Linked DNA regions of Mus musculus: region 2 is linked to region 1. The links are chromatin contacts, called in public Hi-C maps. All regions are on one chromosome and are shown on one strand. The core of a region is the stretch at or near the end of the contact, and the rest is flanking DNA. Distances in the headings are between cores, read along the strand shown.

Region 1 (7,172 bases), core at 1,370-3,869:
AGGTGCCTTTCAGTAATTAACAAAAAGGAGTGGTTGTTGCCTGTTTCACAGAGCACACTCAGCAGCACCGTGTGAGAAATGTGTACCTGGGTGAGGGATGGAGGGTATTAGCCACGTCTCTCTAGAGGAACAGATCTGATAGAATGAAAGAAAAATCTATATGGATATAATATATCCCCTATATATGGGATTTATTAGAGTGGCTGCGTTATAGGCTGTTGCCTAGCTTAATCTAACAATGGCTGTCTTCCAAGACAAAGTCCAAGAATCCAATACCTGTTTGGTCCAGGAGGCCTGATGTCTCTGCTGGAAGAAGTAGACTCTAGTACCACTGAAGAAGTGCTTCATCAGCAGGACGAATGAACTTGCCAGTGTGATGAGGGAAGGTGGTAAAGAAAGCTGCTGCTTCCATGAGCTCTCTACTGGCTGCCTTGAGAAGGGGTGTTCGAGATTTAGGGTGGGTCTTCTGACTTCAAATGGTCCAATCAAGGAACATCCCTCACAGATGTGCTGAGCTGTTTGGAGTTTTAGTTGATTACGGACTCCATCTGGAATTGACAACCAAGAGTAGCCAACAATCACAGGGAATAGTCAGTGTGTAACTGGTCACGAGCCTTGAGAGATCCGGAGAAGACTTTAGAAAAGATGGCAGAGCTGCCTTCTTACCAGACAGGCAGAGGCATCCTTCCTGTCTGTGGTACCTGTCAGTGTGTGTCATCCAGTGTGTTTTATTACTAGAGATGGAAGAAGAGTATATTCGAGGTAGTATTCAGTGCACAGAACTGGAAAAGTAAGTATGGCTCAAATTCTTTCCTCTTGGCTTCTTTCCCTTGCTGTGCTAGGGATAGAACTCAGAGCCTTTAATATATTAGTCACACACTGCCACGGAGTGGACCGTAGTCTGGTATCCACTTGAACTTTACTGCGTCTCTCCAGCCACTCCCACATCCTCTTGGCTCTCTACAGACAGCTGAGAGAGATCTGGATAAAGCTGAAGGTTCTAATAGGGGAGCAATCATAAGGATTAAACATTTAGAAATGGGAAGAATTTGGTTCTATCCAGTGACTGGTGAGATGTTCAACTTTAAGTGGATGAAGTACTACCAATGAGTCCAGCATCCCTGTCTTCAGACCCTCCGGGGGCACCACTACCTAAGACCATGAAAGCTGGGAGTGAAGGGAATTTTGTGGTTTTTAAAGTCAGTTCTTATTATCTATAGTCTCAGTGCACAGGGAGTGATATCTGTGACTCATATTAGGCTTAAACAGACCTGTTGGTGATTAAAGACCATAAGATTATGCATATTAGTGTTCCCATATGGTTATAAATGCTTGTGTGAGTTTTCTTGTGTTTGAGTTTAAAATCCCTTAGTGTTATATCAGCTAACTTCTAGACACGATCTAGTTAGACTAACAAGCGTTGGTACTGAAGATTCTTGCTTTAATTAGCCATTATTTATTATTATTATTATTATTATTATTATTACCACCATCATGCTTATGTGTATGTATGGGCATGCCTGTATACACATGTAAAACAGAGACAACTTTCAAGAGTTGGTTCTTGCCCTGGACTTTGCTGAGGTAGGATCTTTTGTTTAGATTGCTCCGCTGTTACCTGCTTCAGATTCGCTGGCTCTTGGACTTTTGATGCAATCTCCTGTCTCCCCCTCCCACCTCAAGGTAGGAGGCTGGGATTACAGATTTGCGCCCTGACATCTGGCTTTCACATAGGTTACAGGATTTGAACTCAGGTTGTTAAACTCAGGTTGTGGTCAGAGCTTTTGCCTGCTAAGCCATCACCCAACCCCATAGCTCTATTTCTAAGATAGGTAAAAGTGACTATATAAATAAATAAAACCTTTAACCTGGAATTATTCTGAATCAACACCTAATGGGTTCTTCTTTATTTTTTTTCACAAGAACCTCTAGATTTATTTAAATAAGGTTCCTGATCTAGGGAACACCTGTGTGCTCATTGCATTTATTTCCCTGGGGGAGGGACTATGAGTTGGGCCTGATTTGAAACAGGGTAGCCAAGGCTGACCTGGAACTCACTGTATTCCCAGCTGGCCTCAAACTTGTGACAATCCTCACGCCTCAGCCTTACAAGCGCTGGGTCACAGGTGTGAGCCACCGTGCCTAGCAAACACAATTACCTCTGAGCTACTCCAATAGTTCTTATTGAACAGATGTCAATGGGGTCAAATGACTAGACTAGTCATTGGGGAAGGGACATATGAAGGGGAAAGCAGAAATGAGTCTATACTTGGAGCTCCATATCAGCTTTATAGCTATCAAATGTGACTACATAAATAAGTTATATAGCTATCGAACATAGGTGGGGGCATGGTGGGATAGTTTTCTCTTATATCCCTACCCCCCAAAAAAAAGGAAAGGAAAGGAAAGGAAAGGAAGAGAAAAAGGAAAACAAAAGCCTTTGTCTATATTCCTACATTTAAAATTATGTCAGACTTACTGGGGCTATACTGTTGTCTACGGTGCCACCTATTGGTAAAATGAAGCAAAAACAATCTACTGTCATTGGTACAGTATCCTCTTAAATCTCCTTAGAGTTTTGCAGGCAGCTGTTAGAAAGCAGATTGTCTGTGATCCGACTAAAATAGGAGATGAATCATGTGCCTTATGCAGAGATGCTCAATTTTGTCATTTAGTAGAGACCCAGATAGGATCTAGGAGGCAGGATATCCGACTTCCCTAGTTCATAGCTCTGCCAAAAAAAGGGGGGGGGTAGGGTGGGGTGGGGGGGAGGGCTGTGAGATTGTTTAGGGATTCTAAGCACTTGGCTCTTCTCATCTACTGGAATGCAAGTGGAATCGTCTCATATGACTGCTGCCTTATACAAATGTGAGCTGAAGTGCAGAGTCTTTTGTAACATGATCTCTCAGAGCCTTTGTGAAGTCACACAGCTATAGCAAAGGGCTGGCTCAGAAGATGTAACTTTCAAAAATTAGTTTTGTGAGAATAGCCGACATAAACTGTAAACCCCTCTAAACAAGCATGTGGTTAGCTTTCATGGAAGAAAAGGTTAAATACCAAGTACAATATGATAGATGGCTGAAGGAGTCATTGAAGTTTTTTGAGATACACACACACACACACACACACACACACACACACACTCCTGCTGAAGCTCAGGAAGGCTTTGATCTTATACTTGTCATCATACTGCTCTGGCCACTCTCAGTGTGATTACAGGCTTGTGCTACCAAGACCAGCATGAAGAATTAGATTTCAGTTAAATTAGCAGGCTTAACAAATATTAGGACTTCTCATTTCAGTGGTGCCCATGTGTATAACCTAAACCAGAAACATACATACACTAGGCATTGGAGTAAAATAGGAAAATTGATAAGACGTCCTTCATTACTGATTGAAAAAAAATGCTACTATGAAAATCATAATTAAGGCAGATTCCTTCACACTTTTGAACTTCCCCAGCTTTTATAGGGCAATGTTGTTACTTGTGAGTTTTACTCACCTCCCACTTACTGTGCAGTTGGTGTTTGAGGTAGATTTTTTTCCATTAATCATTTCATTTGTTTACATTTAAAATCTTATCCCTCTTTTTTTGGTCTCCCTTCTATGTACACTCCACCTATTCCCTTCCCCTTTGTCTCTAAGAGGGTGCTCCTCCACCCACTCACCCACTGACCTCTCAACTCTCTAGCATCCCTCTACACTGAGGCATCAAGTCTACACAGGACCAAGCGCCTCCCCTCCCACTGATGTCAGATGAGGCAATCTTCTGCTACATATGAAGCAGGAGCCATGGACCCACCCATGTCTGTACTCTTGGTTGGCAGCTTAGTCCCCGGTAGCTCTGAGGCATCTGGTTAGTTGACACTGTGGTTCTTACTATGGGGTTGCCAACCCCTTCAGCTGCTTCAGTCCTTCCCCTAACTCTTTCATTGGGGTTCCCCCGGTCAGTCCAATGGTTGGCTGTGAGTATCTGCACCTGCCTTAGTCGGGTGCTGGCAGAGCCTCTCAGAGGCCAGCGATACCAGGCTCCACTGAAAGGCTGGCTGTACTAACACTGCTTTGTCTATTTAGAGTTTGGGTGGGTAACCCAGAAAACCAGCAGAACACTGGATTTGTGGGGTTCATGTTAGAAAGCCAAAATTATCTCCTAAATTCCTTAGTCAGTACTTTTTTCTAATCACATGAGTTTAACGTTGGCTTCTGTGTCATGCACCTTTTTAAGTTTTATCTTCTGGATTTGACCCTCTTGATTTTCTCTTATAATGTCTCTAGTATTTTGATTCCTTCGGATAATTGATGATAATTTTCCTATTTCAAGTTTCTTAATCACATCTACCAAGTTCCTCTTCCATATAAAATAGAGTGTACAGACATTCTGAAGATTGGGATGTGTTGAGACCTTTGAGGACTTATGATGCTGTCTTCTATAAATGCCTCAAATAAGTATATTAATTTAAATAATATTTTGATCACTATATAAAATTAAATAGTAGGTTTTGAAGTTATCTTAAGTAAGAAAGATTTTATTTCTATGATGAGTTCTATTTTAGACTCTTAAAATTTAATGTTGAAGATATTCTGTTTTGGGATTGGTCATTGATTTGACAAAATAGCATCATGGTACAAAACAACACTCTCACATAATTAAGGAATTCATGGAATGGAAGTATCTGAAATAGGCTATGGTGTCTACAAGTGGAATTAAAAAATACTTGAGTATTATAATAAATATAAATGCTCTCAGGTTTTTTTATAGATATTCTTGTTGTATAAACACACAGAGAAACAAAGGCATGTTATAGAGCTGACATTGATCAAGAAAAATCCAGATGACAGCTCTGACTATGTGCCAGAGATAGGTGGTACTCATGGTCAGGTTGACAGTACTTAGGATCACCATGGTAACACACATCTGGCACTTTCCAGAAAGGTTTAAATGAAGAGGAAAGACCCATCTAAATATGAACCCCAGTATCCTGTAGATTGAGGCCTCATATTGAATAAAAAGGAAAGAGCTGACTGGACACCAGCACTCATCTCTCTCAGCTGCCTGTCTGCCAATGCAGTGTGACCGGCTCTCTTTCCCATGCTCCTTCCATAACACCTTCCCCAGCATGGTGGATTTTACCCCTTATATTGTGCGCTAAAATAAGCTTTTCCACCCATAAGTCGCCTTTGTCATATATTTTGCCTCAGCATGGAGAAAGGCATTGTTCAACATCAGTTTTTGGAGGAGTGATTGTTTGAATCAGATTCAGCTTCCTCCAGTGGAATTCAAATGACTTATCGTTGAAATGAGTAATAGAAGCTTCAGCTCGAGTTTGAGTTCTCTCGTCAATAACCTTTCATCCACCGAGTGAAGGTAGTTGAAAATCGCAGTTATGTAAGGCAGAGATATCAGCTATCCAAAGACATTTATTTTCACTCATAAAATCATAGATGGTGGTGCACGCCTTTAATCCCAGTACTCAGGAGCCAGAATTCAGGTGGATTTCTGAGTTTGAGGCCAGCCTGATATACAGAGTGAGTTCCAGGACAGCCAGGGCTATACAGAGAAACCCTGTTTCCGGGGGTGGGGGGGGGAAGAGGAGGAGAAGGAGGAGGAGGAGGGGAAGGAGGGAGGAGGAGGGAGGAGGGAGGAGGGAGGAGGGAGAAGGAGAAGGAGAAGGAGAAGCAGAAGAAGAAGAAGAAGAAGAAGAAGAAGAAGAAGAAGAAGAAGAAGAAGAAGTTGTTTTTATTTTTCAAAAGGATGAGGTAACAAAAGAACTTATTTAGTGAGATTTGGCTCCTGAAAATATCTATTAACAAGGCATCTTCCGGACAGAACGCTCCGACAACAGAGGTAAAATATTTCCGTGATGGCTTTTTCACAGTTAAATGGGGAAAAAGCAGATAAACAAAGCAGCCTTACTTTTGTAGTCCATTCTTATGTATTCTTGTGAAGAAAAGATATTTTCCTCATATTAGCATGGCATAGAGAAGAGGATTTTTTTGAACATGTCAACATTTTCAAGTTTAGTGATCTTAGAGTATAAATTTGAAGATTTTGGTCGATTTTCTGAAGAATCTTTTTGCTGATATAATAATGTATTTTGAAAAATACTACTGATATACATTAAATATACACACAAATATGAGAAAACAAGGGTATAGATATGTATCAATAGTCTTTCCTTTTGTTTTTGTTTTTTGTTTTTTGTTTTTTTGAGACTGGGTTTCTTTGTGTCACAGCCCTGGCTGTTCTAGAACTAGCTTTGTAGACCAGGCTAGCCTCAAACTCACAGAGATCCTCCTGTCTTTGCATCCTAAGTTCTTGGATTAAAGGTCTGTGCCACTGCCACCAGAGCCAATGCTTTAATACATATTGACATTCTACATTTATTTTAACACAGAGAACATTTTTTTTCAGAAAATGATTTTATAGGTCCAACTTGACCAATCAAAACATAGTTATGATTGGATGTAATTAGTACTTTTAGCATACTTTGGTATTCGTCAAGCATTCTGGGTTAGCTTGATCAATTTTATTGTTAATCCGTGCACAAAGCCCTTAGCACAATCCCTGGTTCATTGTAATCTCTTATTATTACCATAAGCAGCTTAGTGAGATGCCTTCTGATCCACATAACCTTTTGTAATCCATTTCTCTCTGGCCCGTGGAAAACTCTCTTAGATACCGAGTTCACCAGTTGGATATTTGTTACTTTTTTTTCTTTTAACCTACTACAGATGCCCTTTTCATTTTTCCTTCCCCAAAGCTGCATGACTTGTAAGCTCTATATTTGCCCTTTATGCAGAAGACAGAACATCTTGTGTTCCTTTGGTTCTTTAGTGCCTACGGGAGGAGGAACTGATTTGCTTGTGTTGTGACTGGGACTGAGCACATGTCTCTTCTACCCAATGGTGCAAGGGCAGAGGCCCAGGATGGTTGAAATCCCTCATGACTGTGCTCACCTAGTTGTCTTAAAGGCTTTCACAGGTCTGCAAGCACCAGTCTGAGCCTCTCCCACTCTTTCAGGAGTCTTTACTCTCTCTACCTCAGCCTTCCCTCAGCCGCATTGTGTTTATCTGTCAGACTTTCAGTAATTCCCAGTGTCCTTCATGGCTTCAACCCATGGATCTTAGCTTTGATCTGCATATTGATTTCAGTCTTGTCATAGCCTTTTAAC
Region 2 (7,172 bases), core at 1,986-4,485, 120 kb before region 1:
TGGCGAAACCCCATCCCTTTTTAAGGAGAATTATCCTCCACCTAGGATGTATTACTCCCTGATTGGCTGCAGCCCATCGGCCCAGTTGTCATCACGGGAAAGGCAGAACACATGGTGGGAAAACTGCCCCTGCATGTGTGCAGACTATGTTTACCACTTAGAACACAGCTGTCAGTGCCATCTTATAATGGCAAATGTGAGGGCGGCTCCTCACACTATAGGAAACAACACGTGAAGGAAAATATTTTTCTAGGTCCTACTAGAATTGCGTGGGTCAAAATCTTGCCCTCTCATGTCATCTGATGCCATCCTGTGACTGAGTTGAAGGTCCATTTAGGAATCCATGAATAAGCTCACAAGTGAGACTATGTCTGGTTATAGAATTTATTTAGCTTCAAGCACATAACTGTTTGAAGGGTCCCTTTTCACGTTAGACAATCTGAAATCTTAGTGTTCAAAGGAAAATTAGGGAGGATAAATAGTGTTTTCAATTTCACTTGAAAAATAGAGACTTTTTAGGAAGTTAGAAACACTGTTTCTAGTCTCTGCTCTATTTAAAGGGTATTGCAGCGATTTCTGTAAATGACACTCAGGCTTGGGTTGCCATCCAAAGGACAAGTGTTGCATGAAGTGTGTTAGTCATGTTAGCAGCACCCCCTAGGAGGGATCTGACCTACTGAATCCCAGAGGCAAACATGAGAAATGGCTTGCAGCTGGAGCTGACACGTAGGGGTCTTTGTAGAAGGTGACCATGCTGCGTTTAACTGGTTATTTGTTGACCAGGGGTTGGAGCATACATTAATTACAGTTCCGCTCTGTCAAGTTCTTGGAGCTTGTCAAGTGTATTGCATAACTAGATGTGAAACTCTAATTTTTGTAGCAACCACGATAAGAATGCATGCGCCACCTTTTCAGGTGAGAATGACTGAAGCTTGGTGAGATTAGACACTTTGTAAACTCATATAGTTACGAAGGTATGTTCAAATCAGGCCTTTAAGGTCCGGAGGATAAAGTCATTCTCAGCTACAGAGAGAGTCTGAGGCCAGCCTGGGCTTCATGAGGTCTTGTCTCACAAACAGCAGCAGCAACAGAAAGGAAAAACAAAATAAGTAGCTGTGGTGGTACAACTTGCCTCAAGATGAAAGTTAATAGGTTTTTGCAGGTGTTCTTTGTAGAACATTTAAAAATAAAGCCAAGACTTCTGAATATTGAAGTTTAGGGAAATAAATAGCATGCTTTATTAGACATTGAGGCAGTTATGGTCTGCAGTGTTTACCTTTACCCTGCCAGCCCTTGCTGTTTGCCATCTCGGATGCTTTGCATCCTGCCATAGCCCTCTGATGTTCACAACCCTTGTTCTCTGCAGCTTTGTCAAGCCCTTCCCAAGTCCATACAACCTTATTCCCTCTCTGCTGAGCTAAGACCCCTTGGTCTTCACTTTCCCTGAGAATACTGTAGCCAGTTCTCTGTGACCTCCAGGACCTACATAGATGCGTCTTTTAGTAAAAGTTACCATGTTGGCCTGCTTGTTTGCTCTGATGTTTCCATGACAATGTGATAGTTTTGAGAGCAGAAAAGATGTCTCTTATCTCCATAATCTCTGCTTGGTCTCTGGTACCCTTCAGCAAATACCGACAAGATAAATTAATAGATGAAGATTCCGTTGATTTATGCTGCCTGGCTGGTGGTCCAGTGTTTGAGAGATCTTGGGGGTCCATGTTAACTGAGATTCTTGGTCCTCCTTCAGGGTCCCCCACCTCCCCAGCTTCTTCCCCAGGGAGTTTAGAGGTCTGGTGGGTGGGTGGTGGGGACATCCTTGTGGAGACAGGGGTTGGGGTGAGGAGGAGATATGGGATGTGCAACAGTTGAAGGGTGGGCCAGTAGGGGAGTAAAATCTGGATTGTAAATAAATAAATAAAATATTAAAATAATGGAAAAATGTAAAAAAAATTCCTTGGTTTGTAAATGATGCGTATTAATTTTCAACTCACCCTGAGCTTTTCTGTTAGACAAGTATTTCTAAATGGCACACTGCCCTGTGTGGGATGGGGGTGTTTCTCCAGTTCCTTAAGGCTTGCTGCACTTAATACCATGGCTACTTGGAAAGCCTGAAAACCAAGTTCTTTTCATATAAATGCTCTTGGTGAGTTTGGTATCGATATACTTCATGAAAGTAACTGTAAATATGAAATCATTCATTAGTTGAAAGCTATTGGACAGTGATGGAATATATAACTAATGGGTAAGATTTGGGCGAAAATCAAAAGGTATGGTATAATTTTAGCAATATTTGTGTCTGGAACTTTAAAAAAACATTTTGCCCAAGAGTTTGTAGGAAGATTTCATTGTTTTTGGTTTATTTTGTCAAGAGTACTAAAATGAAGCTGAAAAATTCAGGTATTTCATCACAACTGCTTTGTTCCACATTTTTGCTATTAGGCAGAAAAATCTCTCTAAGAAAGTGTCCTGGAGAGTCAGTGGGATCTATTCTGATGCATGTGTCTCCAGAGGGAGCTTTCTCCCCTGAGCCATAGAAATAGCTTTGCCTCCAAGGCATCCTTCCACAGTGAACTAGCAGCTTCCCTGATGGTGTCTTAAAGTCTCTTTACCTTCTTCTCTCCCTTTAGGGGTAAAAGAAGGGATGTATTTGGAATCTTTTCAGCTTTTTGAGTTCTTGGAATGCACAGGGTATAATTAGGTAATTTCTAGATTACTAATAGCCTGCTGTAGCATGAACCGACTTATCAGGAGAAACATATGAGAAGGAACGTTCTTATAACCATTGACCTAAGGAAGGCTTCCTTCCCTTTTTATTTTTTTCTCTTTGTTTTTTTTTTTTTCAATAGATGCCTGAGTAGGTATTTCAGGGTTGTAATCATGCTTGAAATAAAGATGAAATACACATGGTTGATTTATTAAGCACATCACTTCTCCAGTCCATTTCTGCACTCAACGTTCTGCTGTGTATTTTCGCTTTTACATATAAAGTGATGGGATTCAGTCCAATTAAATACATCTACTCACTCCCCTCATGCCCACCCCTATTGTGTTTGGCAGAAACATTTAATTCAGTGCTCTGTGTGGGGAATGATTCCCGTGTCTGTACTTAAAATAAGAAAGAGACAGAAATGGCAATGGCATGGTCAGCAGAAAATTGTGACTCACTGACTGTACTTCAGAACAGGCTGTGTTTCTGAAAAATCACTCATCTTTGGAGACGTGTATGGAACTGGCAAACAATGTACTAATAGCCAGGCAGACAGCTGTGCTGCGCAGGGGTGTGGTTTTGATTGGGATGTCTATGCTTCTTGGAAGTCATGGCTGTTCAGCAAAACATAAAACCATAAAGGGAAGGGTTGCTGCCTTCCTGCAGCAGGTGCTACCCTGCCTTCCAATGGGGGTCCTGGGGTCAACGTCAGGAATATGTGTCTGTGGCTTCTACTGACCTGGTCCCATGAAGCCACCCTGGAAAAACGTAGGGAATGGCTCCATTTGACTGTCCCTATTAACCAATAGAAATGTCTTCCTGTTTTTTTTTGTTTTTTGTTTTTTGTTTTTCTCAGAAGCAATTCAGTCTAGTGTATAGTTGAGAGATGCCACACACAGGTTTGTTTTGTAATCCCTGGGAGTGTCGCTTCAACGGGCAGAGTTCAGTGAGTGCCATCTCTGGGTTATTCCCAGGCATTTCAGATCCAGTTTTAATTTAGATCAGTAGATCAGGAACAAATAATTTGCCAAATGCAGGTGGCAGACCATCCCTCTTCTCCCTAACGTCCATCTGTGGAGTACTCTGAGACTTTGCTAAAATGATAAATTGATGTGTCTGCTTCGAGGCAGCTTGTTACCAAGAACAGTGGTCTACACAAATGGGAAGTGGCACTCTGCAGCAGGGACCGCAGGTGGGAGCCGATAATAAGGCATCTGTGGATCTTAAGGGGCTCGGAAGCTGCTTGATTTTGTTTTCTGTTGTTTTGTTTTCATATGACCAAGAGATTTCTTGTTAAACTAATGTCCCATTTCCTAAAAGGCATATTGCATCATTATACTTCAAATATGACTGAGAATTCTTTTGATTCTAACACACCTTATAATCATGAATCAGCTAATAACTAACTTTATGAATCCTGCAGTTCCTCTCGAGGTTCGGAGCATAGGTTTGGTTTTTTTGTTTGTTTTTTTTTTGTTTTTTGTTTTTCAGTGGTTTTCTGTGTTCACTGAAGCTGGTATTTAATTTAATTTTTAAAAAAGATTTATTTATTTTATGTCTGAGTACACTGTAGCTGTCTTCAGACACACCATAAGAGGGCTCCAGATCCCATTACAGATGGTTGTGAGCCACCACGTGGTTGCTGGGAATTGAACTTAGGACCTCTGGAAAAGCAGTCAGTTTCCTTAACCACTCTCTTAGTCATCTCTCCAGTCGAAGCTGCTATTCTAAACAGAAGCAAGTGTAATTAACAGCCTGTAACACTCTAGTCAATAAACAGTGTAGTTAAAATACAAACTTTTTGTGGGTAGGAAATAACAGCCTGAATTCTCACATTTCAGAGCAGCAGAGATCTGAGTTCATCTCATCATCTCCTGATCCCCACTGATGAATGGCTTTAGTCAAACTGTCATGTCAAATGTAGGCAAATCCTTCCAGTGGTAAAGAGCTTATCTCCTCTCAAAGAACACTGCAGCAATTTGAGAATGTCTTCTGGTCCTCTTGCAGCCTAATTCCAGGGGGCAAGTCTCTCTGTACCACTTAAAAGTGACTATGGTGTAATTCACGTTACATGTAACAAACATTCATTAAGTATGAACTCTGCTGGAGACCAGGCTCCAGGGATGTGTGCGGAAAGTAGAAGCAAGTACCCTAATTGCTGAGCCAGCCATCTCTCAGCCCCTGATCCCCTGATATAAGATATTTGAAGCGAGATAATTTTCCATTATGATTGATTTTATTCAAACAATAATAAAATAAAATATATAGTTTTCACATTTTGAAACCATATGTGGACTCTTTATAACGATAACAAGCACTTCAAGAGACCTTGTTCAGAGTGGAACACAGATTGGACATGGGTCAGCTGGACTCTTTCATTGTGTAAGTAGTTCCCAAGTCATAATTTGATTCACATGTTCCTGGACTTGCATCCCGTATTTGACGTAATAGTCACAACAGTGTCTGGCTTAGATCCTACAGTTAGCATTCCTGGCAATGGTTTTTCAGTCTACCAGCTACACATGAATGAAGAGGTTAATCTAAGATTGCTAAGGTAGAATTGCATGACTTGTGTTCTCTGAAGGTCAAGCTCCGAGCCAATGGCCTCTCCATCTGACTTATACAAACTTAGCTTAGTGAAGGTAGTCTATTTGCTGCACTAGAAGGTAGCTGGGGCAGAGCGCTCCCTCTTATCCATGTTTCTAGTTACTTCCTTCTAGCTTTTGTGGACGATGCTTATGGCCTTGGTCAGTACTAGCAAGCACACTTCTTGGCACTGGGGTTTTTGATTCGTTACTCATGAGAAACAATGGTTTGTTCTATGTATTTGCGTGGCTTTTGTGCTGATTAGGGATGACTGCAAGAATTTTATGTTAGATTATGAGTTTATGCACACGTATGTGTGTACATGTGCATGCATTTGTGTATAGGTGCATATTGAGTATATATTTGTGTACAGGAAGCTCTTCAAAGGATGACTTCTATAGTGTGTCCTTGTATGTCATATATTTTAAAAATTTTAAATTGTTAAAAGAGCATCATCACATAAAAATTATATGATGGCCTTAAGGAAATATTGCTGCCACATAACATTTTCTCACTTAGTGCTATGTCCAGTTTTTACTCTATACAACATGGGATAATTTTATGCTTTCAATTAAAGATTATAATGTTTATAGAATTTACTTAAAGCTTTGGTGGATATTGAGATCAAATGATCACCATGAATAACACTGTAGTTCAAATCCTCAATAAGTTTTATAGTTGTAAATATTTCAATGTATTTATTTTTATCTGAACTTTAGGGAAACTATTGACTTTCAAAGAATTATTACTTCTTTTAAGAGTTTCATACAACATGCTTTGATCATATCCACTGCCCTCTCCATCAATCTTCTCAGACATACTCCCTCTTTCCATCCAAGTTATTTTTAATCCTTCAAGATCAGTTTGTACTGCCCAAGTATCCTTGGAGATGTGCTTTTCCACTAGAGTACAGTTGACTTGCCAGGGGCTGCACTTAGAAAAAGCTATTTCCCTTTCTCCCAGAAGCTAACAATTGCCAATAGTTCTATGGCTTCAGGTGTGAACCTATCTCCCATCTTCATGTTGAGATGTGGTCTGCTGTGTGTGTACACAGGTGTTTTACATACTGTGTGGCCATGGAGTTTTATATGTGCAGCTGACTTGCTATGTCCAGAAGACAACAGTGCCTTGACATGCGCTCACTGATCAGAAAGTGCTTGATTCCTAATTTAGCTTAAATATTGATTTTCTAATAATTCTAAGTTTTTGAATGGGACAATTTCTCATTACATAGCTTATGTTGGGTGAAAAGTTGAGTATATAGTTCACAGTGGCCTTGAACTCACAGTATGTTCTCTTGCACTCAGCTTCACAAGTGCTGAAGGTACATGCCTGGTACCACCACACCCAGCAGAATTCTTTCTCTATGCATTAAAAAGTTTCACTTCTTTTGTTTCTCAGAGAAAACAAATGACTTCCTTTTTTTTAAATAAAAGAATTATTTATTTTATGTATATGTATACACTGTAGCTGTCTTCATACACACACACCAGAAGATTGCATTGGATCCTATTACAGATGGTTGTGGGCCACCATGCGGTTGCTGGGAATTGAACTCAGGACCTCTGGAAGAGCAGTCAGTGTGCTCTTAACCGCTGAGCCATCTCTCCAGTCCTATTTCCTTTTTTAAGTGCATGATATGAACAGATTGAGTGTCAGGATGGCCAGTCCATTTGTGTCAGCATGTACCAAGTTAAATTGTAGCAATTTTGTTTCCATAGTGACCATTTAGAATCTACTTTAATAAGGATGGGTAGGATGTTTAATGTCAAAGGAGGACTTGCTTCCATTATCATTTCTTCAGTCTGATAAAGTGTTGTATTTAAATAAATTTGGAATAAAAAGAATGGGTCAAATATTAAGTAACAGCAGTCATATC

Evidence for each region. Hi-C and Micro-C count contacts between places; a contact is called where the count stands out from the background.
Region 2: a contact with region 1 is called in a Hi-C map of cortical neurons, with 2.4 times the contacts expected there. The contact joins two enhancer-like sites. A contact is called at or near these places in 4 of 484 Hi-C or Micro-C datasets (adipose-derived mesenchymal stem cells, cortical neurons and nephron progenitors) and 1 of 115 datasets of contacts at active chromatin or transcription factors (embryonic fibroblasts).

The regions. Positions count from the first base shown.
Region 1 is chr19:30,838,843-30,846,014 of GRCm38.p6, reverse strand. All of the region lies in intron 5 of Prkg1 (protein kinase, cGMP-dependent, type I), which reads left to right. Among named protein-coding and RNA genes, the nearest start is that of Cstf2t, 240 kb to the left of the region's middle. Within about 2 kb of position 2,619, at least 31 of the 459 cell types and tissues checked have an H3K27ac peak or open chromatin away from gene starts, as enhancers often do. A contact at or near this core is called in cortical neurons, where this site is marked.
Region 2 is chr19:30,956,689-30,963,860 of GRCm38.p6, reverse strand. The region is part of intron 4 of Prkg1 (protein kinase, cGMP-dependent, type I); the gene reads left to right. Among named protein-coding and RNA genes, the nearest start is that of Cstf2t, 120 kb to the left of the region's middle. Within about 2 kb of position 3,235, at least 4 of the 459 cell types and tissues checked have an H3K27ac peak or open chromatin away from gene starts, as enhancers often do. A contact at or near this core is called in cortical neurons, where this site is marked.